Regions from separate parts of the Mus musculus genome. Here region 1 is linked to region 2. The links are chromatin contacts, called in public promoter capture Hi-C maps. All regions are on one chromosome and are shown on one strand. Each heading gives the region's core, a stretch centred on a gene start, on an enhancer-like site or on the middle of the called end of the contact. The rest is flanking DNA. Distances are from core to core; before and after follow the strand shown. Region 1 holds the start of Stra8 (stimulated by retinoic acid gene 8). Region 2 overlaps Cald1 (caldesmon 1).

Region 1 (6,708 bases), core at 599-3,098, 280 kb before region 2:
TCTAGGAGTAAGAGGTGACCCACACACATGCGCTCTAGGAGTCGCAGGTGACACACACATGCTCTATAAGTTCCGGGTGGCCCACACATCCTCTAGGAGTCACAAGTGACCCACGCATGTTCTAGGAGTCGTGGGTGACACACACATCCTCTAAGAGTTCCTGGTGGCCCAACACACACATCCTCTAGGGATTGCAGGTGACCCCCACACATTCTCTAGGAGTCCCAGGCACCCCACATATCCTCTAGGAGTCGCAGGTGACCAGCACACATCCTTTAGGAGTCACAAGTGATCCACACACATCCTCGAGGAGTCGGGGTGACCCCCCCCATACTCTAGGAGTCGCAGGTGACATACAGATCCTTTAGGAGCCGTAGGCAACTCCCACACATCATCTAGGAGTCGCTGGTGACCCCCACACGCATCCTCTAGGTGTCGCAAGTGACCCCCCCCCATTCTCTAGGAGTCTCAAGTGACCCGAAGGAGTCGCAAGTGACCCCCCCCCCACACACACACATCCTCTAGGAGTCGCGGGTGATGCACAGATCCTCTAGGAGTCGCTGGTGACCCCCGCCCCATCCTCTAGGAGCTGCAAGTGACCCACACATCCTCTAGGAGTCGCAAGTGAACCACACATCCTCTAGGAGTCGCAAGTGACCCACACATCCTCTAGGAGTCGCAAGTGACCCACACATGCATGCTCTAGGAGTCGAGGAGGACACACAGCACAGATCCTCTAGGAGTCGCAGGTGACTTCCCCCCTGACTCCGCTCTCCACTCCCTTCCCCCCCCCCCCGTTCTCTAGGAGTCTCAAGTGACCCACAAATGCTGTAGGGGTCGCAGCTGACCACCACACGTTTTCTAGGAGTCGCGGGTGATGCACGGATCCTCTAGGAGTCGCAGGTGACCCACACACATCCTCTAGGAGTAGCGGGTAACACCCCCTTCTCTAGGAGTCGTGGTTGATCCACAAGCACAATCTAGCAGTCACTGGTGACTTACACACTCTCTAGGAGTCCCGGGTAACCCCTACACACACGCTCTAGGAGTCCCGGGTGATCCCCACGCACGCTCTAGGAGTCCCGGGTGATCCCCACGCACGCTCTAGGAGTCCCGGGTGATCCCCACGCACGCTCTAGGAGTCCCGGGTGATCCCCACGCAAGCTCTAGGAGTCCCGGGTGATCCCCACGCACGCTCTAGGAGTCCCGGGTGATCCCCACGCACGCTCTAGGAGTCCCGGGTGATCCCCACGCAAGCTCTAGGAGTCCCGGGTGATCCCCACGCACGCTCTAGGAGTCCCGGGTGATCCCCACGCACGCTCTAGGAGTCCCGGGTGATCTCCACGCATGCTCTAGGAGTCCCGGGTGATCCCCACGCAAGCTCTAGGAGTCCCGGGTGATCCCCACGCACGCTCTAGGAGTCGCAGATGACCCTCACACAAGTTCAAGGAGTCACAGGTGATCCACACAGAAGCTCTAGGAGTCGCGGCTGACCCACACACTCTCTGGGAGTTACGGCGATACACATACACACTCTAGGAGTCGCGGCTGACCCTCCCCATACACTCTAGGAGTCACGGGTGACCCACACGCACTTAAGTCGCCGGTGACACACACACACACACACACACACACACATACACACAAACTTGTGCAAACAGATTAAATATCCACTGACAGGGCATGCATTCACAAGCACCCACTTTTACTCTCAGAACACAAACGGTAGGAGAGTACTTACCTTTAAGGCCACCACGGTGAACCATGCACCTTCGACACTTGTGGAACACGCAGGAAACTGCACGAAGCCCTGACGAGTCAGTCACTCACGACTGCCCGTCGCAGAATAAGAAGAGAGGCTCTTGCCTCAGGTAAAAAACTGACCTGGTACCCCAGGCTGCGAACCAATCACAGCCCTGTCACTGCCACCATGACCAATGGGGATGCATGGTGGGGCGCCAATGGGGAGCGTGGACATTGGTGAAAACATTGTAACAACTTGCCACAGGTTGCAAGAGGGTGTGGAAGGAGCAAGATGACCTTTTCACCCCATCCAGGCGGCTAGCGCCAGTTCTTACACCCCTCAACCAGGGCAATGCCACCTATAACTTTCTCTTGAGATATAGAGGAGCCATCTTCAAGGTCCCAGTAGCAGTCCCCTGTTTCAAGGAAAAGAAAGAGAAAAATGAAGATGTGAGAGGGAATAGGTACAAAATAGGAGAGGGGAATAGGGGATTCCCAACTAAAAAAGCAGAGAAGAGAACCTTAAAGGTGGACTTAAAATGCAGAGAAGAAAAGAGAGAGAGAGAGAGGATGTGTTGAGTTGTTTGTAGTAAGCAACAAGTTTTCTCCAGGTTGAGGGACTACAACTCATTTTCCGCCTCAAATCAGATGTGCTATTATCTTTAAACCACTTTTTTCCCTCGCATCTTGAGATATCTGCAATGGTCCTGACACCACCACATCAGTTTGGCACACTACGAGCGCCACCATATCAAACTGGCACACTAGGAGCGCACTCTTGTAGAGAAAGGAAAGCAAGCAAAAGCCCCTTGGAAGGGGAGAGGCTCAGCCTGTGAATAGGAGGGAGGGTGCCTCCTGCAGTCTGACCTGAGGTGAGCTGCTTCACCATCCTCGCCCCCGCCCCTCCACAGAGGTTAAACGGAGGTCACTTGAGGTAGCAGCTGCAGCCACGACTTTGGTAGCACCAGAAGTTGGATTCCAATCCGGGATCTACCTCACGGTGACTGTGACTGGCTAGAAAGGAGCCCCTTTCTAAAGTATGCAACAGGGTACCTTAAATTTGACTCTAGCGAGTCCTGGTGTCATCTTTCAAATGGTTTTGGTAGATTGTGGATTTTAAACAAAATGAAAACTGTTCAGTGGGAATGGTGGATCATAGCTGTAGTCGCAGCAATCAGGTAGCCCAGAAAGAAAAAAAAAATGAAGTTGGTGGCTAACCTGAGCTTAGAAATGAGGCTCTTGCTCCTGACAGAAAACAGATCTGATGCTTAAGGTACAGGAGTGGGGACCAGTGGGGACCCAGTTACCAGCTCCCCTCTAAACTATCAGGGATATGGCTGGCTAAAGGAGCTGGAGCTTTGTAAGACACTGTAGTGAATTGCCAGACCGATACAGAAAAGAGTGCTGAGGACAGGAATGGCAGCAGGGCCTCTCTCAAAGGCTTGTACCAGGTCCAAAGAGCAGCTACACCTTACCCCCTTGGAGGCAAGTTTTAAAAGTATCTTTTTACTTCCACGCTCTGCTTGGGTCATGACCTATCCCTTCTGACTCTCGGGCGGCCTTCGTTGTGGGTTTCCAGGTGGTCCCGGGCCTGCATCTATGGTCCTTCTCCTGGCTCTGCTTAAACCTCTGTACCTGCTGCTGGGGCTACTGGGTGCAGAACGGGTACTGAAACTGTGAACCTTTGTCTTGGAGAGCCTTGTCCTTGACCTGTGAGGAATGTGGAGGTTTGCAAACTTTGACCTCTGACAGGTCTCAGCCTTTAATTTAGTTGCCATTCCCCTGCCTACTTCACACACACACACACACACACACACACACACACACACACACACACACACACACACACATGCGTGCTTCCTTCCATACTTTGACTTCCACAGAAGAAATGTAACTCTTGCAGTAGCCTGGTTTCTTTATTGAAAAAGAGATCTTTAGGCAATTCCTCAGCATCAAGGCCAGTGGCTCTGCTCCTGAATGGTAGGGACTTCCAGGGGTCCTAACAATATCCATATGACCACTATCCTTTGAACTTCATCTCTGCTTCCATGTAACATAGCTCCTGCCCTACCCCCACCCTACAAGGGCTGGAGAGACAGCTCAGAGGCTAGGAGCTCAAATTGTTCTTCCAAAGGATAGGGAACCGAAGGTAGCTCACAACTGCCTGCAACTCCAACTCCAGGGGCGATCCAGTGCTCTGGCCTCTGCATGAAGCTTTAAAAGCCCACCCCCTCCCACGTATGCCCTGTGGCCTATGACCGCATCCCTGCATTGCTGAGCGCTGCCCTGAAATCCTGTGCTTCTTTCCTGGTTTCACCACCCTCCTACTTGATCCAGATACCACCTTCCTGTCAGGAAGGCTTTCAAGATCCCCGTTCTAGACTAACTCAGAGGGCTGCTTCGGTTCAATGTCCTTTGGTCCTGGTTTGTAAGAAAAATTAACATTTCTTCTCACAATTTCATGTGTATGGGTATTTTGCCTGAATTTATGTCTGGCAGATGCCAGAAGAGGGTATCAGATTCCCTGGACAATTGTGAGCCAACATGAAGGGGCCAGCAACTGAACCCAGGTCCTCTGCAAGAGCAGCAAGTGCTCTTAATAGCTGAGCCATCTTTCTCTGATTGGATTTTAGCCATTTCATCTGTTAAAGTGTGGAGGCCTAAAATTAGAGTTCTGGCTCGTGAGTGGATGGGTAAATAACCTTATAGATAGATAAATGGGCAAGTGAATGACTTACTAGGAGATGTGGCTCACATGATTATGAAGGCTGAGAAATCCCATGACAAGGGTGTTTCCCTGTTCAAGACCCTGGGGTGTCAATAGCATGGATTCAGTTCTGATCTAAAGACCTCTGAGCCAGAGGAGTCACTGAAGTAAATGTCAGTTCAAGGCGGGAGTGGTGGTGGTGGTGGTGTCTAAGAACTTGGGGAGACACTGGTGTAAGCTCTGGGGTCTAAAGGCTCGAGAGCCCAGGACTCTGAAGGCCAAATGCTGCAGGCAGGAGAGAGAGGGAGAAAAGGAGAGAAGGGGAGGGAGGGAGGGAGAGACAGAAGGATGGAGAAGGAGAGAGGGATGGCGGGGGAGTGAGAGTTTTCTCTTGTTTTATTTATTTGGGCCCTCAGTCAATTATGTAGTGTCCTACACTGAAGACAGTGCTATGTAAGGTTACTGTAAAAGTGCTCTGGGAGGCGTGTCCTCAGGCTGTGAAGTGACAGGAAGAGGATCCAGTGAACTTGACTTTGGGCTCTTTGCTCAAGAGGCCACTCTTAGGAAGGCTTGCAAGTGGGTTTCTCCCTTCCTCTCCCACCCAGTCCTCATTCCCCTCCTCTCCCCTTCTCTCCTCTTTTTCTTTCTTTGGCCTGGTGTGTGTGTGTGTATGTGTGTGTGTGTGTGTGTGTGTGTGTGTGTGTGTGTGTAGCTCAGGCTAGCCTCAAACTATAACATCATCTTCCTCAGCCTCCTGATGGCTGGGGATACAGTGTGCCAACATACCCGGCATTTCTATGTCTTCTCTCTCTCTCTCTCTCTCTCTCTCTCTCTCTCTCTCTTTCTCTCTCTCTCTCTCTAGGCTGGCAGCAAGATAGCTGCAGAGGGAGGTCCTGAAGGCACAGAGCAAGCTGGGGTGAGGTTGGGAACGTGGAGGCTGGATAACTCCTTTACATTCCCTCACATGAATTTGATAGATAGGGGCCACTGTCCCAGATCCTGATACAAGGGGACAGAAACTTTCTCGAGGATAAGCAGAGTGGCTCTTGACACAGTGGGCGGGGCGTGAAGAGCAGAACCTCAGGACTGGGACATTAAAGAGGGATTCCTGGAGAAGGAGTGAGAAGGGACATTGTGGGACACCCCTGCCCAGCTTCTTGCAGAGGCTGGGAGATAGGCTTGGTTCCCCGTGTGCTCCTACAGTTGGCTCTTGCAAAGGCCTCCCTAGTTATTAACTTAGGAGATGCGAGTTGTTTCTGTAGCGAAAGTGATGCATTTTATAGGCTCATAAACTCATAGCCTCCAAGGCTAGCCTATCACCTTTATTGGTGGCCTGCTGCCCTCTGCAAATGGTGATCCCTGCCTTAGGGGTGGAAGGCAGGGTAATTAAGAGGGTGGCAAATTCCTACTCTGACCTGACGCTTCTCAGGAAGTTTTAACAGTCTGTGATCTGAAAGAAAGAGCTTTGCTTTCTGCATTAGTAGTAGCCAGACAAAGGTTCCTACCAGGTTCCAGCATGAGGCTTGGGGGCTGTAGGTTGGCAGTAGGGCACTTGCCTGTCGTGAATGAAGTTTCCTGTTCAGTTTCCCATGCCGTTATAAATACATATAGAGACATACACAGAAAAAGGGAAAGTTTTAGTTCATCAGCTGTTTATGTGTAAAAATTTTGGGGGTGGGGGTTAGTTAAGAGCTTTGAATGTGTTAGCACTAAGAGATGGCTGGTCCAGTCAGGCATGATGGTGTACATCCGTAATCCGAGTACTCAGGAGGCAGAGGCAGGAGGATCGTTGCCAGTTCAAGAACTGACTGTTTTATATATGGAGTTCTGGGCCAGCCTGAACCACATACTGAGACCCTGTCTCAAGAAAGAAAGAAAAACAGACATATAGCTGTTGTAGGATATGAAGATGCTATTAAATATTTCATTCATGGGCTGGAAAGATGGCTCAGCAGTTAAGAGCACTGCCTGCTTTTCTTTTCTTTTCTTTTTTTAAAGATTTATTTATTTTATGTATATGAGTACATTGTAGTTGTCTTCAGACACACCAGAAGAGGGTGTCAGATCACATTACAGATGGTTGTGAGCTACCACGTGGTTGCTGGGAATTGAACTCAGGACCTTTGGAAGAGCAATCAGTGCTCTTAACCACTGAACCATCTCTCCAGCCCCACTGCCTGCTTTTCTAGAAGTCCTGAGTTCAATTCCCAGCAACTACATGGTGACTCACAACCATCTATAATGGGATCTGATGCCCT
Region 2 (6,602 bases), core at 282-2,781:
TCATCTCCTCCTGGAGTCCCCCCGCCTTCTCTCTGAAACTTGTCTCTCTGGTACCCACTCCTACCCTCTTCCTTTAAACCTTGGGGTTTTGCAGTGATAGTTTCAGGTCAAACAACAGAAGAACGCTTTTCTCATTGTATATATTAAACACTTGGCACATGGTATTTTAAATGCTGGTACCAGGCTTCAAACACACACAAGTTCTGGAAGAATCTAAAGGCATTTTTAAGGTGGTGATAGGAAAGTTGGACAAGTGGGGCTTTAAAATCTCAGGGAAAATAACATTAACTTCAGCAATGGTCACTTCTTCACCTCCACTTTAGATCTGACCCAGGGATACAGATCTCAGAGTCTAATTTTTTTTTTTTAGCATGTTAGTAGAATGAGGGTCAGATGCTCTCTCAAGTTGTCGTTGACCAGTTACCACTCTAGTGGGAGGGGAAAGAAACCAAGACTAGAGATGAGAGAAATTCACAGATATTATGGGATAAAAGTCACAGCATCTCCTCCTTGGTATTCCAATGAGTCACAGGGAGCTGGGATTTTTCCCCCCTCCATTTGTAGATGAAGAAATTGAAATTGGGTGAAGTTAAGAAGCTTGGTTAGCAACAGATAAGCAGCATGGTTATGACTAGATTTTGGGGTCTTCATCTTCTCTTCTGCCTGTCTAAGGGGAATTCTTACTTTTAAAACAAAGAAGAAAAAAAGGTTGCTCAATTATGTAATTTCACTTATAGTTGTTTGACTAGAAATAAATGATATCTTTTTAACAAGAATCTGTCGACAAAAAAGCTAGTTAATGCTTAAGAAAAAAAAATAATTTGATTGAAAAATCCTTTGTTTCAGTGGTCTTGTGCAGACCTGGACTTAATGAATGGCTACCTCTAACTCCCCTTGCTGCAAGAATACAAAAGGACCCAGAGGCAAGCCCATGGCAAATTGCCACTCCAAACAAATTGCTGTCTGTGAGCTCTCACACTTGAATTACCCTTCCAGGATTAAGGCTTGAGACTGTGAAAAATTAAAAATGTTGCCTAAGCCAGGAAATAGCAAATGAATCACAAGTCTCACTAGGAAGCTTAACTCTAGATCTAATCTTCCACTTTGGTGACGTTTAAACTGTGCGTTATCTTTAACAGACCAAATCCCCCCTCTGGCAGGATCTGGAGATGCTATTTTTGTGGTAATTAAAAATTTTTTTTAAATCACATGGCCTGTTCTTTATGTTCAGTTTATGTAGGAGTTGAGACCACTTCAAACATAACTTTTCTTCCCTAGTCAGATGGCTATTTAATATCATGTCATTCGCTGGTTGAAATAAAATAAGTTAATCAGCACAAAAGAAATACATGAACACCCCAAAAAGAATTGAAATGTATCTCTGAGAAATGATTTTTCTTTTCCAAAGCCAGACATCAAAGGCTGCCTCTTGAAGAAAGTTTATTTTGAGAAGCTTCAGTCAAAACAATTTGGAAACTATGAAATGAGTCAGTCTTTCTTAAAGAAATGTAACTTTGTCTGTTCCCTTGCATTTTGGGTTTGGTAGGAGACATCTTTATTCCACGGGGTTTTGAAAGCATGTTTAGGATTCCATAGGTTTAGTATAACATCACTAATGGTTTCTAATGAGATCCAGGCAGTGGCGAGAGGGAGAGAAAAGAACAGCACAAAAGCTGAATTTTACACCACCAAGCACCATGTAAAATGTGGGAAAGGCTCCACACTTTATCTGTTGCCGAGGCCATGTGGAATGGAAGGGGAAAGTTCGCAGGCAATCAACCAGACGTGTGGACAGCACGACACCCAGGGTTTGGCTCTTCAGAATCAGACATCCAAATGGCTGGATTTGTAATGGTGCCTGTGCATATGCAGGGAATGTCAGTATCTAGATATTGTAGTGATCCTACTGGGCTCTTCAGGCTCCAGTTACTTGCTTGGTTCAAGTCTCATAGACGCCTTTCCTCTGGGGAGCATATCTGTGTAGCCATCAGAGGATGAGGCTAAAATAAAATTTCCTCAAGCTTCCAGCATCTCTGGCATTTGCAGGACACTGGATGAGGGGAGAGTTGGAGTGGGTGGCGTCATGCATGGGGGAGTCAGTTTTCTATGGACTCACTTAGCAAATTGCAACTCGAGGCAATCCCACAAGTATTGAGTTCAGAGTCTATACATAGAGTACTACAGTCTGCAGAGAGGGGCAGGCAAACAAAGAGAAAAGAAGACATAATTTCTGCCTCCACTACCATCCAGTCAGGAGCATAGACAAACAGGCAACGGCCTTACAACATGGATAGAGTTGTATGGGGAATGCGAAATCCTCCCAACCTCTTTTCAAACGAAGTAGAACAAATTGTTTGGGGACAGGAAGTGGGAAGATTTGAAAAGGAAATGGTAAAACTCGATGTCTCAGAAACGCAGAATATTTTTACAAGGAAGTCTCAGTGTCTTAAATTATTTACGGTGAGAGTTACCCATACATTCGACAAGTACTGAACTAGCATACAACATTCCGGGACTCTGCTAGGAAAGTTAATATTTTCACATTATTTACCCAATATTTACATAACTTTACATTTCATCGAGTTTCTTCTGAAAAACTTCTGTTTTGACTTTCAACTGCATAATAAAATTGGGTCAGTTCACCATCTGTGTTACTTGTCCTCCGATGGGCAACGGGTTTGACAAGTTACCTGATCAATTCACGTGCAGAAACATGATTCTAAATCTTCTAGGAAGTATCCCTCCATCCTCGTTTCCCCTTATAACTCACCAACAACGCTGGTTGTCACCATAAAACAAAGAGAACTCTACTTCCCTGTGTAAGTAAATACACTTGGGACTGAGCCACTAGCATTAGAAAAGAAAGCTATGGTACCTTATCAAATAGAAAATTCTAAAAACCAAGCACTTCTGACTTGCTTTTAGCACAGATTCTTAGTTTAGCAGGGAGTATGCTCAAGATAATAGAGTGTTGGCTGCAGTCTGGCAGTGTTTCCAAAAAGAATCAGTGTGTGCCATACAGCCAGCTCTGGAGCTTGGTCTGCAATATCCAGCGGATAAACTGCAGTCTATAATTCCCATTTAATCAGGAGGAGAGTTCAGTGCACTGCAACATTCTCATATCTTTTACAAGAATTAATTGCTAGGGTAAACACCATTTCTTTTTACAAAAATATGTAGACACATCTAAAAAAACACAAAGACCATTTATAAAATTACTTATATCCATGTTCAGAAGTAAGTTTTGTTAATATGTGGTGAGTATAATTCTGAATATATAGGAGAATATGTGTAGCTCAAATATCATAAAAAGCATAATATAATATTGGAAACTATTAGTTACCATTATTTAACAAGGAGATTAGAAGTTAAAAATCAGGTAAATGTTTCCGTCTAAAAAGAAATTTTTAAGTGAAAGTGGAAAAATAGAAGAGTTTTTTTGCCGATGTATTATTAGCAGCAGATATTGTCTTTAGATATTATCTGAATTCCTTCAATAGTGTATAGGGTACACATTTCCTCTACTCTTCCTGACTTCCTCATTTAAGCCTCACGATGATAGTATTTTACACTATCAAAGAAAATGCTATAGAGCTGACATTTACCGTCAGAAGTACAATAGTTACTTACGTTTTATATTTAAATCAACTAGTTGTAAAACTAGTCTAAATACAATCTAAAACAATTGGGTTCTAGCCACACAAAAATAGCAAATAGTTTGCATATCATCTCTCCCCTTTCAATGGTCACTGTGGACCCAAATTTCTATTTAAAAATTTCCCCTGGGGAATACAGCCTAATGTTCCGTAGTTATACTAACTAGTCTTCTTTTAAAAATTCGAAAATAGTGAAAATATGAATGTATATTTTGAATTCAGCACACCCTGAAATTTTCCTCCATCCATTGGTATGGCCTGTTCCCCACCCCAGGGGCAAAATCTTTGGGTGATATTGCAAACAAATACAGAACCTCTTTCTAACCGGGCAACTCTGGGATCCTGGTGTTGATGAGGGAATATCTGGTTTTTAAACGAGATTTCTAAAGGTACAAGGTAGGCTATCAGAACACCTCAACCTTCATAGTGGCTCGGGGTAAAGGGCGGGAGGGTGAGCTTGCTTCCCAGTGTATGAGATTTCTTTATCTGTGACATCTGGATATGCTCACCAGCAGATAGGTGTTCATGTTTCTGCCAAGCAATCTAGACTGGAAGCCTTTTGCTCTAGTCTGGGAGATTAAATATGTTCTATTCACCTTTATGTTTTGTTTTTTCGCATTTCTCCCAGGTATCATTGCTCCCCCTCCCCACCCCCACCCGTGGTTATGAGTCTATTGTTTGCATGTGGGTATCTGGTTGCTTTGACGTAGTGTGCACGCACACAGAAGCCAGAGCAGGACATTGGACATTTTCCTCTATCGCTCTCCACCTTATTCCTTTAAGCCAGGGTCTCTCACTGGTTCAGAAGTTCTCCACATTGGCTAGGCTGGCCAGCCGGTGAGCTACAAGGATCTACCTACCTCTGCTCCATGTGCCACTGGGGCTAACAGGCAACCTCTGCCTCATTGGACTTCTTCCTCTAGCCTTTATGCTTACCTCTGCTCCTCCTTTGGCCAAGATGGAACTGGTTTCCCATTTAAACAAATACATTTGGTAGTAAATGGATCCAAAGAAAATCCTAAACACAGATCTTAGGCCCTTACATATGTAGTATCGAGCCCATCCCATCAGACACTGCAGTGTTACAGCAGGGTGCATAGACCACCCACACCAGTATGGGTTGAAACTTGCCTTTTGGATATGCCTTGCAAGTTTGGGATCTCCATCTGTATAGACATGAACTCAACATTCCCTCTGAGTTTTCAGGAAGATCATGTAAATAGAATGGTGAAATAAAGCTGAATAAAGCTGAAATGAGCCAGCTTCCAAGGCACGCCTGAAACTCATCAGATCGACTGTTTCAGCTGGACTACACAGGCTAGTGTGCATTTCCATGATTATCTTAATCCTCTCTTGAAGTTCAGAGGTTTTCTATGCTATCATGGACTATAACTCCATCCTTCATAGTGGCTTCTTGGGTGCTGATGTTTCTAAAGTTGGTGGTGGTGATTTCATTGCTATTGAACTGAGTTGAGGGTGCAAAAGTACTTGAGCACTTTCCAGTCATCTGGGTATCCCAGACTCCACTATGGATATCCAGTTGGCTCCATGATATTGGCTCAGAGCAACACAAACATATTAGGCATTCACTGTGTACCTGACACAACACTAAGCGAAGATACAACATGCAAGTGGCATGGCCCTACACCTATTAGGCTCCCAGTCTGGTAAAGAAATAGTAAGTGCAATTATAATGCTGTCTAATAGCCTTCTCTGGTGAAGCATCAGGCTTCGTTGGAGCACAGAGAGTATAGGACACACCGAGTATAGTAGGCTTTCCTGAGGAAGCAGGATCGAAGCTGAGGCTAGAGGGAAGAATGGGAGTTGTCTAAGGGATGTCAGTAAGACAGACTGGGAAAAAGTAACTTCTCACAGTGCCACTCATGGGGTGTATAGTGTGATCTCCGACTCAGGACATTTATTCTCTGTCCCTGGCTTTACCTGGTATTGCTGTTGCCTCTGGTCAGAGCAGATGCTTTGTCACTGAGGCCTTTATTTCTTGCAAAAGCAAAGGAACACGTGGTGGATGTGTGGGCCTTGCTGCACTTGCTCCCTGTGCCCAGTGAAGGCCCATTTTCAAGGGGGCCAGCTTGGATTTTCCACAGTAAAGGGATATGGCTGAAGTCTCTGCCACACACTGGAACCCAGTTTCCTGGTCTTCCCTCCTACGGGTTTCCATTACAAACAAAAGTGTTGGCATGTGCATACCAGCCACCGTCGATGGCTGGTTTCCATGTTGAGACTATGTCACAGATAACTGAGTTCACATCATTGTCCAGCTGTCACCTGACCTGTTTGTGTGGTGACCCACAGCCCTGGCACAATGGTGAGTCACTGAGTTATATTTTCCAGAGCATGGTGATAATTGCAAGGTTTTTACAGAGCAGAGAAATATGACCCATTAAATTCAGTTTAAAAATAATTTTTTTCTCTGAAAAAAAGAAAATCTAATTACCTTGTTCTTCTCAAAAAAAAAATTGGCTTCATCTGGGGAGGGAGATGTGGAGCCGCCTTTGAAGTAGGCCCTGTGCTTTCCAGAGTATCGTTGGCAGTCTGGGGGCCTGCTTCTGATTACATAATTGACGTGGACCTCCACTAAATAAACACTGAGCCCTTCAAAATCAGAGAAGCACAGGAATAAGATGCATCTTTGCTTTAAGGGAGAGGTTTTCCATTATCAGAAGTCAGTTCCCTCCTCCTTTCCTCGGCCAGCAAGGAGACTTACAAAGCAGAAAGTGTGTCTATTGGAACTCTACTTGAAACTTCAAATTGGTCTTAAATCTATTCTAGATTTTAACTATCAGAGTCCATTTTAACTAGAAGGGAGTGCTATCACATTTACTGCTATATCCCTGGAAACTAAGTTCACTGCTTAATAAAACCTTGATAAGTAAAATATTATATTTCCTTCATAAACATTTTTGTCTTTGTAGTCAGAACACTGAA

The links. Promoter capture Hi-C pulls out the DNA fragments that hold promoters and counts their contacts.
Region 1: a promoter capture Hi-C map of liver shows a contact between it and region 2, with 2.5 times the contacts expected there. The contact joins the promoter of Stra8 here to the enhancer-like site in region 2. A contact is called at or near these places in 8 of 39 promoter capture datasets (the C10 cell line, embryonic stem cells, frontonasal cranial neural crest and 4 more), 1 of 15 datasets of contacts at CTCF or cohesin (large pre-B cells), 1 of 484 Hi-C or Micro-C datasets (liver) and 1 of 9 other capture datasets (adipose tissue).

What each region holds. Positions count from the first base shown.
Region 1 is chr6:34,916,088-34,922,795 of GRCm38.p6, reverse strand. It overlaps Stra8 (stimulated by retinoic acid gene 8), which reads right to left and starts at 1,848. Exons shown (of 9, transcript NM_009292.2): 1 at 1,742-1,848.
Region 2 is chr6:34,633,285-34,639,886 of GRCm38.p6, reverse strand. The region is part of intron 1 of Cald1 (caldesmon 1); the gene reads right to left. Among named protein-coding and RNA genes, the nearest start is that of Gm13861, 17 kb to the left of the region's middle. Within about 2 kb of position 1,531, at least 34 of the 459 cell types and tissues checked have an H3K27ac peak or open chromatin away from gene starts, as enhancers often do.